Regions from separate parts of the Mus musculus genome. Here region 2 is linked to region 1. A link is a contact called in public HiChIP or PLAC-seq data. All regions are on one chromosome and are shown on one strand. The core of a region is the stretch at or near the end of the contact, and the rest is flanking DNA. Distances in the headings are between cores, read along the strand shown. Region 1 holds the start of Mrpl28 (mitochondrial ribosomal protein L28). Region 2 overlaps Axin1 (axin 1).

What was found. HiChIP or PLAC-seq counts read pairs in DNA pulled down with a chosen protein or histone mark.
Region 2: a contact with region 1 is called in an H3K4me3 HiChIP or PLAC-seq map of bone marrow-derived macrophages, with 5 times the contacts expected there. The contact joins the enhancer-like site here to the promoter of Mrpl28 in region 1. A contact is called at or near these places in 12 of 39 promoter capture datasets (the 3T3-L1 cell line, 3T3-L1-derived adipocytes, the C10 cell line and 8 more), 18 of 484 Hi-C or Micro-C datasets (B cells, CD4 T cells, CD8 T cells and 10 more), 11 of 115 datasets of contacts at active chromatin or transcription factors (the 230-238 cell line, the HPC-7 cell line, the SCID.adh cell line and 4 more) and 4 of 9 other capture datasets (adipose tissue, liver, macrophages and 1 more).

Annotation. Positions count from the first base shown.
Region 1 is chr17:26,120,432-26,125,439 of GRCm38.p6, reverse strand. Mrpl28 (mitochondrial ribosomal protein L28) reads right to left here and starts at 1,937. Exons shown (of 5, transcript NM_024227.3): 1 at 1,591-1,937; 2 at 732-884; 3 at 49-183. The coding sequence starts at 1,878. It overlaps Pgap6 (post-glycosylphosphatidylinositol attachment to proteins 6), which reads right to left. Exons shown (of 13, transcript NM_021793.2): 10 at 4,978-5,008; 11 at 4,755-4,901; 12 at 3,784-3,900; 13 at 2,186-3,502. The coding sequence ends at 3,206.
Region 2 is chr17:26,164,741-26,169,551 of GRCm38.p6, reverse strand. The region is part of intron 2 of Axin1 (axin 1); the gene reads right to left. Among named protein-coding and RNA genes, the nearest start is that of Gm46600, 28 kb to the right of the region's middle. Within about 2 kb of position 1,276, at least 95 of the 459 cell types and tissues checked have an H3K27ac peak or open chromatin away from gene starts, as enhancers often do. A contact at or near this core is called in the 230-238 cell line, B cells, CD8 T cells and 9 more, where this site is marked.

The DNA of each region.
Region 1 (5,008 bases), core at 688-3,187:
GGCTGGGCCAGGAGCCTCGGGCAGCAAGCAGGATGGGGAAACTCTCACCCTGTACTTGTCATAGATGGCTGCTCTCCGCTCAGGGTTCTCAGGGTGGAGATGGGGGTCCTGGCGAGCAAGCCTCAGCAGCATCCCTCGCTTCAGGTCCATGCCAAACTTGGAGCCCAGGTCCTCCTTAGGGGTCTGGCAGAAGGTTCACATAGGGTCGGGTGCTACAGCAGGCTCACCACCCCACCCCCCCACCCTGTCAGCTGACCCTATGGGTTCTTCTTCAGCTGCTGGCAGCCCTAAGCTAGACCACAGCAGAACAGGCATTGGGATCAGCGCTAGCATCCAAGCCTATATGGGTCAGGCCCAAGGCATGCATGGTGGCGCACACCTTTAATCCCAGCACTCGGGAGGCAGAGGCAGGCAGATTTCTGAGTTCGAGGCCAGCCTGGTCTAGAGTGAGTTCCAGGACAGCCAGGGCTATACAGAGAAACCCTGTCTCGAAAAAAAAAAAAAGAAAGAAAGAAAGAAAAAGAAATGGCTACAACCATTGGACAAGTCAGCGACTCACAGGGAGTGGCCTCAGCAAGACAGAAAGCTTCAGGGGCTGCACCAACAGGGACTCAGTCCTACTTGTAATGGCTACCCTGGGGTGCCCCACACTCCCTGCCCATGCCCATGCAGTGCACTCGGCACTTCCCACGAGTCTGACAAGACCTTGGAGTGCACTAACCCCTGCTTGCCTTGAGAATATAGAAGTCAAATCCATAGGCCTCATCGATGAGATCCAGGGTCCTCATGGTCACAGTCACGGTGAACTTCTTGTCCAGGATTTCACTGTAAAGCTCCCGAGTGAACAGCTGTGGCTTCCACACCTTCTTCACCCTCTTGGAGAGCTAAGGGTGCAAGAGAAACCTCCCGTTTTCCTATAGACCAAGTGGGCCCCAAAGCACCCTTCTGGAACCTGGGCTACTGTGAGCCAGGCCCTCTCCCTTCCTCAGACGCTCCTCAGGACCACTGATGCAGGTCAGGGCCCCTGAGCTGGCTCTGGACACCCACCCACCTAGATGTCTGCTTCACTCAGGCTAGCCCTAATGCTACTGGTATATGTTCCAGATTCTCACACAGCTGAAACCCAGTAGCCACAGGCAAGTGAATGACACCCTGGAAGGCCTGAAACATACTCTCTCCTCCCACAGGGCTTGCCTAGGAGCAGAGTATCACCAGAAGAGATAGACTCCAGGCAGTCATCTCGGTCTTTTTGATTTTTATGTACTAGGAGCAAAGTTATTCCGTCCTAAAAATGAGGGAAATGCGCATAGAAACTAGCAGGTGACAAGCAGATTTCACTTCTCCCTCCTCTTCGGCACAAGCTTCGAATCTATCCTTCCTCCTTCCTTTTCTCCACCACTGTCCCCACTCTGTCCTTACTTTTGATACTATCTGATCCAGGACCACCCCACTTCAGGACTAGACTTTGCTATCGGAGTTAGCTTGCTCCGTAAACAAAACGCTTGTGTTAGTCTGGTTGACCGTTTGTGGCGCCCAGAGCAGCGCCTGCTCAGCAAAGCATGCAGAACAGCCGAGATGGTCCGCACCCACCTTGTCGTTGTTGGCGTATCTGTAGCCTAAAATCAAGCCCTCTCCACCCCACAGTCCCTGCTGGGACTCTGGAGGGTAGTGAACTGGAATGGGTACGTCCTCAACGCGCTCGCGCTGCCCATTCTTGGGGTTGATCTTGAACTTGGTCCCGTGAGGTTTGTAGTGTACCGGGGTCGGCGTCCGTTCTTCTTCCAGTGAGCGCAAGAAGTGGGCGGGCAAGCGCGCACAGATGCCCTGCCGCAGCCGCAGCTTCTGCCACAGGTGCACAGGATACCTGTGCAGCGGCATCGCGCGACCCTCTACTTCTAGGAGAGCGCGCCCGCGCCTCCCGGAACCGGAATAGCGTCACCGAACGTGCGCCTTCGCTCGCTGCCAATTGGCAGCAACGCCCGTCCATCTAAACTAATCCCTTTCCCTCCGCCTCCTTTAGGGACCATGAAAAATTATCTACTGCGAATGGGTTCAAGGCACCGTCTGCCAAGTGCAGCCCAGGAGTTCCCCAGCAGCTTTGGCAAGCCTGTTGGGAAAGGCTACCCTGAGCTCAACCTCCCTTTCCCTCCAGGGACGCAAGGAAAAAAAAAAAAAAGACCACTCATTTGATTTGAAAAATTATTGTAGAATATTAAATTCACCAATTACATAAAAATATGCCTTCATATCTTAGAACAGTAACATTTTACCACCTGCCCCCCACCCCCAACAGAATATACACATTTCCCCTTTCAGGGGCTAAAGTGTGCTTTGGTGCCAAATAAAGGATGTTAGTAGCTTGGGAAGGAGCCCAGAAGCCCACACCTGCAATCCCAGTACTCAGAGCAGATGAGCCTCACAGTGGGAACCAAATGGCCTGGGCACACAGCACTACCAGCTCAGTGACCCCAGGAGACCAGAAAGATTGGGCTGGGGATCCAGAACCCACTCCTTAATCCTCAGTTGATCCAGTAGGGGTCAGCCTCATCCAAGTGTCTAGGGCCAGCACAGGAGAATGCTCACCAGACTGGGGCCTTGGACCCCTTAAGAGAGAAGGGAACACTAGCGAGCATTGTGTGCCTTCTGGAGCCAGACCTCATACAGCTGAGCAGCCTGCTACCTCAGGCTCTCCCGAAGGCCTCCTGCTCCAACAGACAATGAGGGAGGGACAGCACACAGCACTCCAGGTCTTAATCAGCTCTCTGATGACCCTGGACTCTACCATAGCAACTGCAGCAGGAGGGTATCCCCATGCCAAGGCAGGATGGCATTAAGGGTACAGGATGTCAGAGACAGTGAGTGACCTCTGTGCACTCAGACTTCCTTGCTTGTGGGTCTCATATCACGGCTTTCCAAAGGAAGGGGACCACAGGAATCCCTTATCTGTATCCCCATCCATAACAGCGTGATCAGCCCACACGTGGCACCTGTGGGCTCCAGGTGGAAACAGCTGTGACCTTCAGAGGAATTGGCAGCAGCCATAAAGATTTTTTGGGGTGGAGGGGGTCTTCTCTGGAGAAAGAAGCCAAGCGTCTCAGGACAATTTTATTCAGATGGAAACCTGGTTGGGGCTAGACAAGCACCTCTCTCGCTTGTCCTAGCTGAAGAGGTCATTAGAGTTTCAGGTGTCCATGAACCAGCCTTATCAGGTCACTGTGTACAACTCATCCCGATCATTCCTGCAGATCTGGTAGTGACAAGGGAACTTCTGCAAACAGGCCCAGGACCCAGCTTTTTCCTCTCGTGGTGGCAGAAGAAATGCTGCACTACCAGCCAGTAGGATGTGCCAAATGCTGTGGGTGTAGTAGTAATTGTCACTGGTCATCATTGAAGTATACATGGCGATGCCAACGGAAGCCATGGAGATGCCAGGCAGGAGGTAGAAGACCCAGCGCTGCCAGGAGGTTGGGTAGCACTGTCCCCGGTGCCCACAGCGGTATATCTAGAGTGGATAGCCACATGGGAGTTGGTTGGTTGGTGCAGACCCAGAGCCAAGAGGTATGGGGTCTATCTAGATCTGGGCAGGAGAAGTGCATATGGCCTCATGCCTAGTGGTTATCGGCACAAGACCTAAGGCACATAGCCAGACTGGGGCTCTATGGGTAGCTGCTACCGACTCTAAACAGATGTGGAGTTTTGGAGCCCTCCCAGCATAACTGGAATTAAGGGCCTGGCTCTCTTCTCCATGAGTCTGAACAGGAGACTATATGCCCTGTTCCTTACCCACATGGAGGCCATGATCACAAAAGCAAAGACGCAAGGTCCCATCAAGTTCCAGATGCCCCTGCGATCCATCTGCAAGGACATGGCGATGACGAGTGTGCCGAGGACAAGTAGTACCTAGGAGAGACACAGTGGTTTGTGAGGCCATAGAAGCCTTTGGCTGGAATCACCTGTGATAGCACGAGACACAATAGGCAGGCGCTGGGGTCAGGGGCGCTGATTACCCAGGTCAGCTTCCCAACATCCTGGCTCCTCTCCTCTGTCGGCTCCTCTTAAGACTCTGCCCCGTTCCTGCTCAGCCCCTGGGAGGGAAGTACCCTTCCTCTAGTCCCTTTACTGTGTCCAAAGGACCTTTGGAGGACTAGGTGATGATGTCCACTCCTAATGGGCAGTCTTGTACACACTTGCATGACCGTGCATACCAAGCCTTCCAGGATCTACAAGCAGGGTGGCCTTAGATGCAACCTGGGAGGGGACCCATGCCTAAGTTTCTATCTGCCCACTGCCTGAAAGTTCATGCCCTCCACACTCAGCCTGCTGGATCTCCAAATTCCAGAACTTTCTCCTCCCACTCTTTGAGATGATATGGGTGCCCCTGATGGGCAGTACCCAGGCTATAGAGGACACAGCTCACAAGCACCGAAGAGTCACCTCTATTGTCCAGATGCTGCATAAAATCCCCAAGTGCCCTTAGACAAGGAACCCAGGAACATGGCTCCAGCTTCTCAGGGAGGCCTGCCCTGACTCCTCTTTGAGATTAGGGTCCCGGTCCCCATCTTCTTTCCTGGCGTCCTGACGGCTACACCTTTCCCTCACAGCTTCCTACAACGTCCTCCAGTAGTGGATGACGAGTTCTCTTGTGAGATCCGATACCCAGTCCTATCTGGTCTATCCCTCTCTGCCACGTCATGTACTGTATGTGAGGGCCCCTGCTTCCCTGGAGCCCAGGCTTGGCATCAGAGGCCACTCACCTGTTTCAGGATTGTCTTCAGACGGGCCATGCAAAGAATGGTCACCCAGGTGGACGCCCCAGAGCCCAGAAAGTCGCAATACTGTAGCGTGTCATAACTGAGGATGCACAACACTGCCTCCCCGGGTTGGTCACAGGCGTGGTAGAACTATGAGGTGAAGCGATGAGCAAGCAGACCTGACCTCCCCACCCAGAGTTCCCGAGAGGGTTAGGGCCAAGCCTACCGTGGAGAAGAACATGGTGTAAAAGTAGACA
Region 2 (4,811 bases), core at 27-2,526, 45 kb before region 1:
TAGGAAATACCAAAAATGAAGCTATTTGAGAGGTTCGTCTGTTTGGATCTTAGATCCTAGGGTTAGGGCACACTAAGCAGTAAGCCATAGACTGTACTTGACTGTCAGGCACTCTGTACTGTACCCTCAGTGTAAGAGAAGGAATATCCAAATTGTTTCTAAGGGAATAGGCCTCCCTTTGACCATCCATGTACACTAACCCACCTACAAGTATGCAGAAGTGGCAGGAGTATGTGTTATAGGTGTATATCACTATAGTCAGCCCGCTGCACTTCTACAGTCAGCCCTCTGCACTTTTCCAAGTCCTCAAAATAAAAGCTTAGTGGAATCCATGCAAACATGCCCAACTTACTCTTGACAAAAGTACAAAAGCAAACTGATAGAGAAAAGGCAGTCTTTTCAATAAATGGTGCTATGATACCTAGACATGCACAGACCCAAAGAATGAACTTTGATCTACATCTCACACTTCATACCAAGTCAAACTCTGTAGTTCTTGGATGTTTTTAGCCTGAGCTTCAGTTATGCTCCAGCATTCCATTCACTCGGCCTCTGCCCACCTTGCCTCAGCAACATGCCCTGGCACAGTATCCTGAGCACTCAGTGTTTCTTTCCCAGTCCTTGTAACACCAGTATTAGCTGGTATTCAGGCTATTGTGAGAGGTACTCTGGTTACCGATGGCCAACCCAGAGTGGACACTATGCATTTGCACCATGTGTATACCTCGTGCCTACGGAACCAAGAAGAAGATACTGTAGCTCCTAAAACTGAAGTTACAAGGAGTTATGAACTTCCTGATATTAGTGCTGGGAACCAAACCCACATTTGACACAGCTATGGCATCTCAATACCTGATTCACTTGTCTCTCCCAGCTAGAAGCTACTTGGTGACTAATGCTCTTCAGGTTTCCTAGGATAACTTCTAATATGGGTCAATGAAAATACTGATCTTAGGGCTAGGGAGATAGTTCAACTATAAAACAACTACTGTGCAAGCATGAGGACCTGAGTTCATCACACATAAAAAGCCAGGTCTGAATGGGCACCGAGGCACATACTTTAGTCACAGCACTTAGGAGAGAGAGAGAGAGAGAGATAGGAGGATCTTTGTGAGCTCAAGGCCAGCCTAGTCTATCTACATAGTGAGTTCCAGGGCAGGCAGAACTACAAAGAGTCAGTCTCAGTATCTTCCCTCCCCCCTCTCCCCATGTGTGTGTGGAGTGGGTGAGTATGTGTATATTGGTTTGAACAGGAATGGCCTCCATAGTTATGTGTTTGAACGCTTAGCCATAGGGAGTGGCCTTATGAGATGTGACCTTGTTAGAGGAAGTGTGCCACTGTGAAGGCAGGGTTTTGAGGTCTTAAAAGCTCAAGCTCAGCTCAGTATGAAACCCACAATTTCCTCCTTACTGCCTGAGGATGAAGATGTAGAACTCTCAGTTCCTGCTCAAATACCATGCCTGCCTGCATACTACCATCATCTTCTCGACATGATGATATAACAGATTTAAACCTCTGAAACTGCAAGCCAGCCCCAATTAAATATTTTCCTTTATAAGAGTTACCATGGTCATGGTGTCTCTTCACATCAATAAAACCCTAACAGAGTCAGTCTGTCAGTCAGGGTGTCTTTGTCTCTGTCTCTCTCTCTCCCTCTCTCTTGTTTTTTGAGGCAAAATTTCTGTTTCCTCAAACTTATAGATCCATCTGCCCCTGCCTCCCAAGAGCTAAGATTAAAGGTATATACAGTTACCACCCAGTTCTAAGAAAGAAAGAAAGAAAGAAAGAAAGAAAGAAAGAAAGAAAGAAAGAAAGAAAGAAAGAGAGAAAGAGAGAAAGAGGGAAAGGGGGAAAGGGGGAAAGGGGGAAAGGGAAAGGAAAAGGGAAAAGGGAAAAGGGAAAAGGGAAAAGGGAAAAGGGAAAAAAGAGAAAGGGAAAGGGAAAGGGAAAGGGAAAGGGAAGGGAAGGAAAGGAAAGGAAAGGAAAGGAAAGGGAAAAAAGAAAAAGCAGAGCTTACAACCAACCTTTTCAGCATATCCTTTAATGGGCAAGTAGGACTGGGATGTGGCTAAGTGCCAGGGGAAGAGGTGTGTGTGTGTGTGTGTGTGTGTGTACACATATATATGTATACATTATACACACACAGTTTTAAAATTATTTATGCATATGGGTGCTTTGCCTTCGTGTAAGCACATGCATGTCTGTTGTCTGTATAAGTCAGAAAGGGTTATTGATTCCCTAGGACTGGAGTTACAGATAGTTGTGAGTTGAAGCAGGGTCCTCCAGAAGAGTAGCCAATACTCTTTTTAATAGCTGAGCCATCTCTCCAGATCCTTGTTTTGTTTTGTTTTTTTGTTTAGAGATAAGGCTTCAATATACAGCCCAAATTAGCCTTAAACTCATTATTCTTCTGTCTCAGCCTCCTAAGAGGTATGTACTACACCAGGTCCAGCATGAAGCACTGGTTTTTGTTGCTGCTGTTTGTTTTGGTTCATTTGTTCTCTCACTCTCATTCTCTCCCTCTCTCCCTCCCCTCCCCTCCCCTCCTCTCCTGTAATGAGTGATCACTTGATTGCCTCAGTCTCCTGAGAAAGCAACCTAATACCCATAGGTAGAAGCAAGGGCTCTACTGGCTTTAATTTGTTATGACTGATGATGGAATACTTCTGAGAATCAGAGGCCTTGAGCTCTTATGCTGGTAGCCTTGGCCTAAACTCTGCCTACCTTGCTGCCCAAAATGAGCATAAGCTAAGAACCAGCAAATGTATCCTCTCCTAGGGCTTGTCTCTACTGTCCCAGCTCCCTGCCCTGTTACATAGGAACAAATCTGTCTTAAGCCAAGTGGGACATCCTGGGCTGAACAGATGGCTTAGGGCTAGAGGAGAAGGCCTGTCTAACTCTTAGGATCACCCCACCCGAGTCCAGTGTCTTTGGCCACCTAAGTCCTAGAGATGCAATTCAAATGGGATGAGTTTATCCACTAGTCGTTGGCTCTTTATGAGGTCTCTGGAGCTCAGACAGCAGTGGTGAGGACCATGTCTTACAATGTGCAGAAGTCATCCTTGAAGCCAAACAGGGAGCAGGCAAGTAGACTTGACCATACTACTTGCAGGCATTGTCTCCAGAACTGTCCCTGAAGCTCATCATTCCTAGCTGAACCCAGATCTACACTTGACTTTGGTAAGAGACTACCCTCAGCTACATTCCTGCCCTCAACACCAGCCTACATCTAACCCTGAGAACAGCAAACAGCAAATATAAGGTGCACATGCAGGAGTAATGAACACTGTCTTCTAGGCTCAGAACCACTAATCCCATAGAGTCTCAGTCCCCTCCCAAATGCAACGACAGGAGCCCACGTTGCTAACATGCATGTAATGACTCAGACAAGCTGTGGCTCCAGAACAACAAAGAGATAATACTCAGTCTATAGTCCCAAATAGATGAAGGCAACTGACATCAAAGAACAGAAGGCATGATAGCATATCATTAATGTCCTAACACTGTCCACTTGTGAATGACAGCATGCTACCAATGCTCAGATGCATATCCACTCACAGAAAAGAGCATGCTGTTGCCAGGCATGTTGGTGCATGCCTTTAGTCTTTAATCTCAGCATGTGGCAGACAGAAGCTGTCTACAATTAAGTTCCAGGACAGCCAGAACTACAGAGAAACCCCATCCAAAAAAAAGCATGTTTTTGGATATCCTGATGCTGTCCACCCATGGATGACAACTGTTATTTATCCATGTTATAATGCGTACCCACTCATGGAAGGTGGTGATGTCTGGGTTCTGACTGTGTCCATCTCATTAGATCATCATGTGTATCTTTCACTCCACATTCCCTATGCTATACCCTAGTTTCCCAAGATACCTCTTCTTCCAAGAGTTTATCTTCTCACACAAGGCTTCAGAACTACAGAAGAACCAGTGACGATGATACTAGAAGGGCAAGAGGGAACATCTCACTCTAAATTAGCATCTGTATAAAATGTGAAACACTGGCTCACAAACAAGATCTTTCTGGGCATACCTCTACTGTGTAAATATAGCTACTTATAGAACAAGCACCTCTCCTCTGCACCTAAAGGTAAAAGATTATCCTATGAGATGCAATCCACAATACCCACCAGCAGCTGGCAAAATCCCCTCATCTCCTCCATGTAAAATCAGGAATCCAGCCTCCTCCTCCCCTGTGAGGATCACAGTCACCAGCACCTTTCAACAGTACAGTCAACCAGATGTTAGAACCCTTGGGAACAGGTACAAGTGACCTTAGAATCTGAAGTGGCCTGCCATTCATTGTAGACCCACTTTGCAGCTTCTGATGGGCCTGGGACCCACCTAACTGAGTAGGGGTAAAGAGGGTATATGGCTCCCACACTGCAAATGTAGTAGATGGGATGACACCACACTTGCCCTCCAGAGGTAACCGTCAAGAATTCTGACGGAATTTCTTGTTACCACTAAGTCACCATTTTCTCATTGTAAAGCAGGAATGATAATGGTCAGCCAGACATGGTAGCACAGGCCTTTAATCCTAGCACTTGGGAGGCAGGGGCATGATGATCGCTGTGAGCCCGAGGCCAGCATGATCTTCACAGTGATTTCTAGGCCAGCTAGAGTTACATGGAAAGACCCCATCTAAAATTTAAAAAGAAAGGGAGGAAGGGAGGGACAACAGATTCTTTGCAGGACGTCTGAGCTCTTAGTGACCAGTACTCAATGCTTGGAAAGGGCTCAGCATACAATGCAGAAGAACCTCAACATAGACTATACTGTCTTTGGTCTTGCATCCCTCACATGA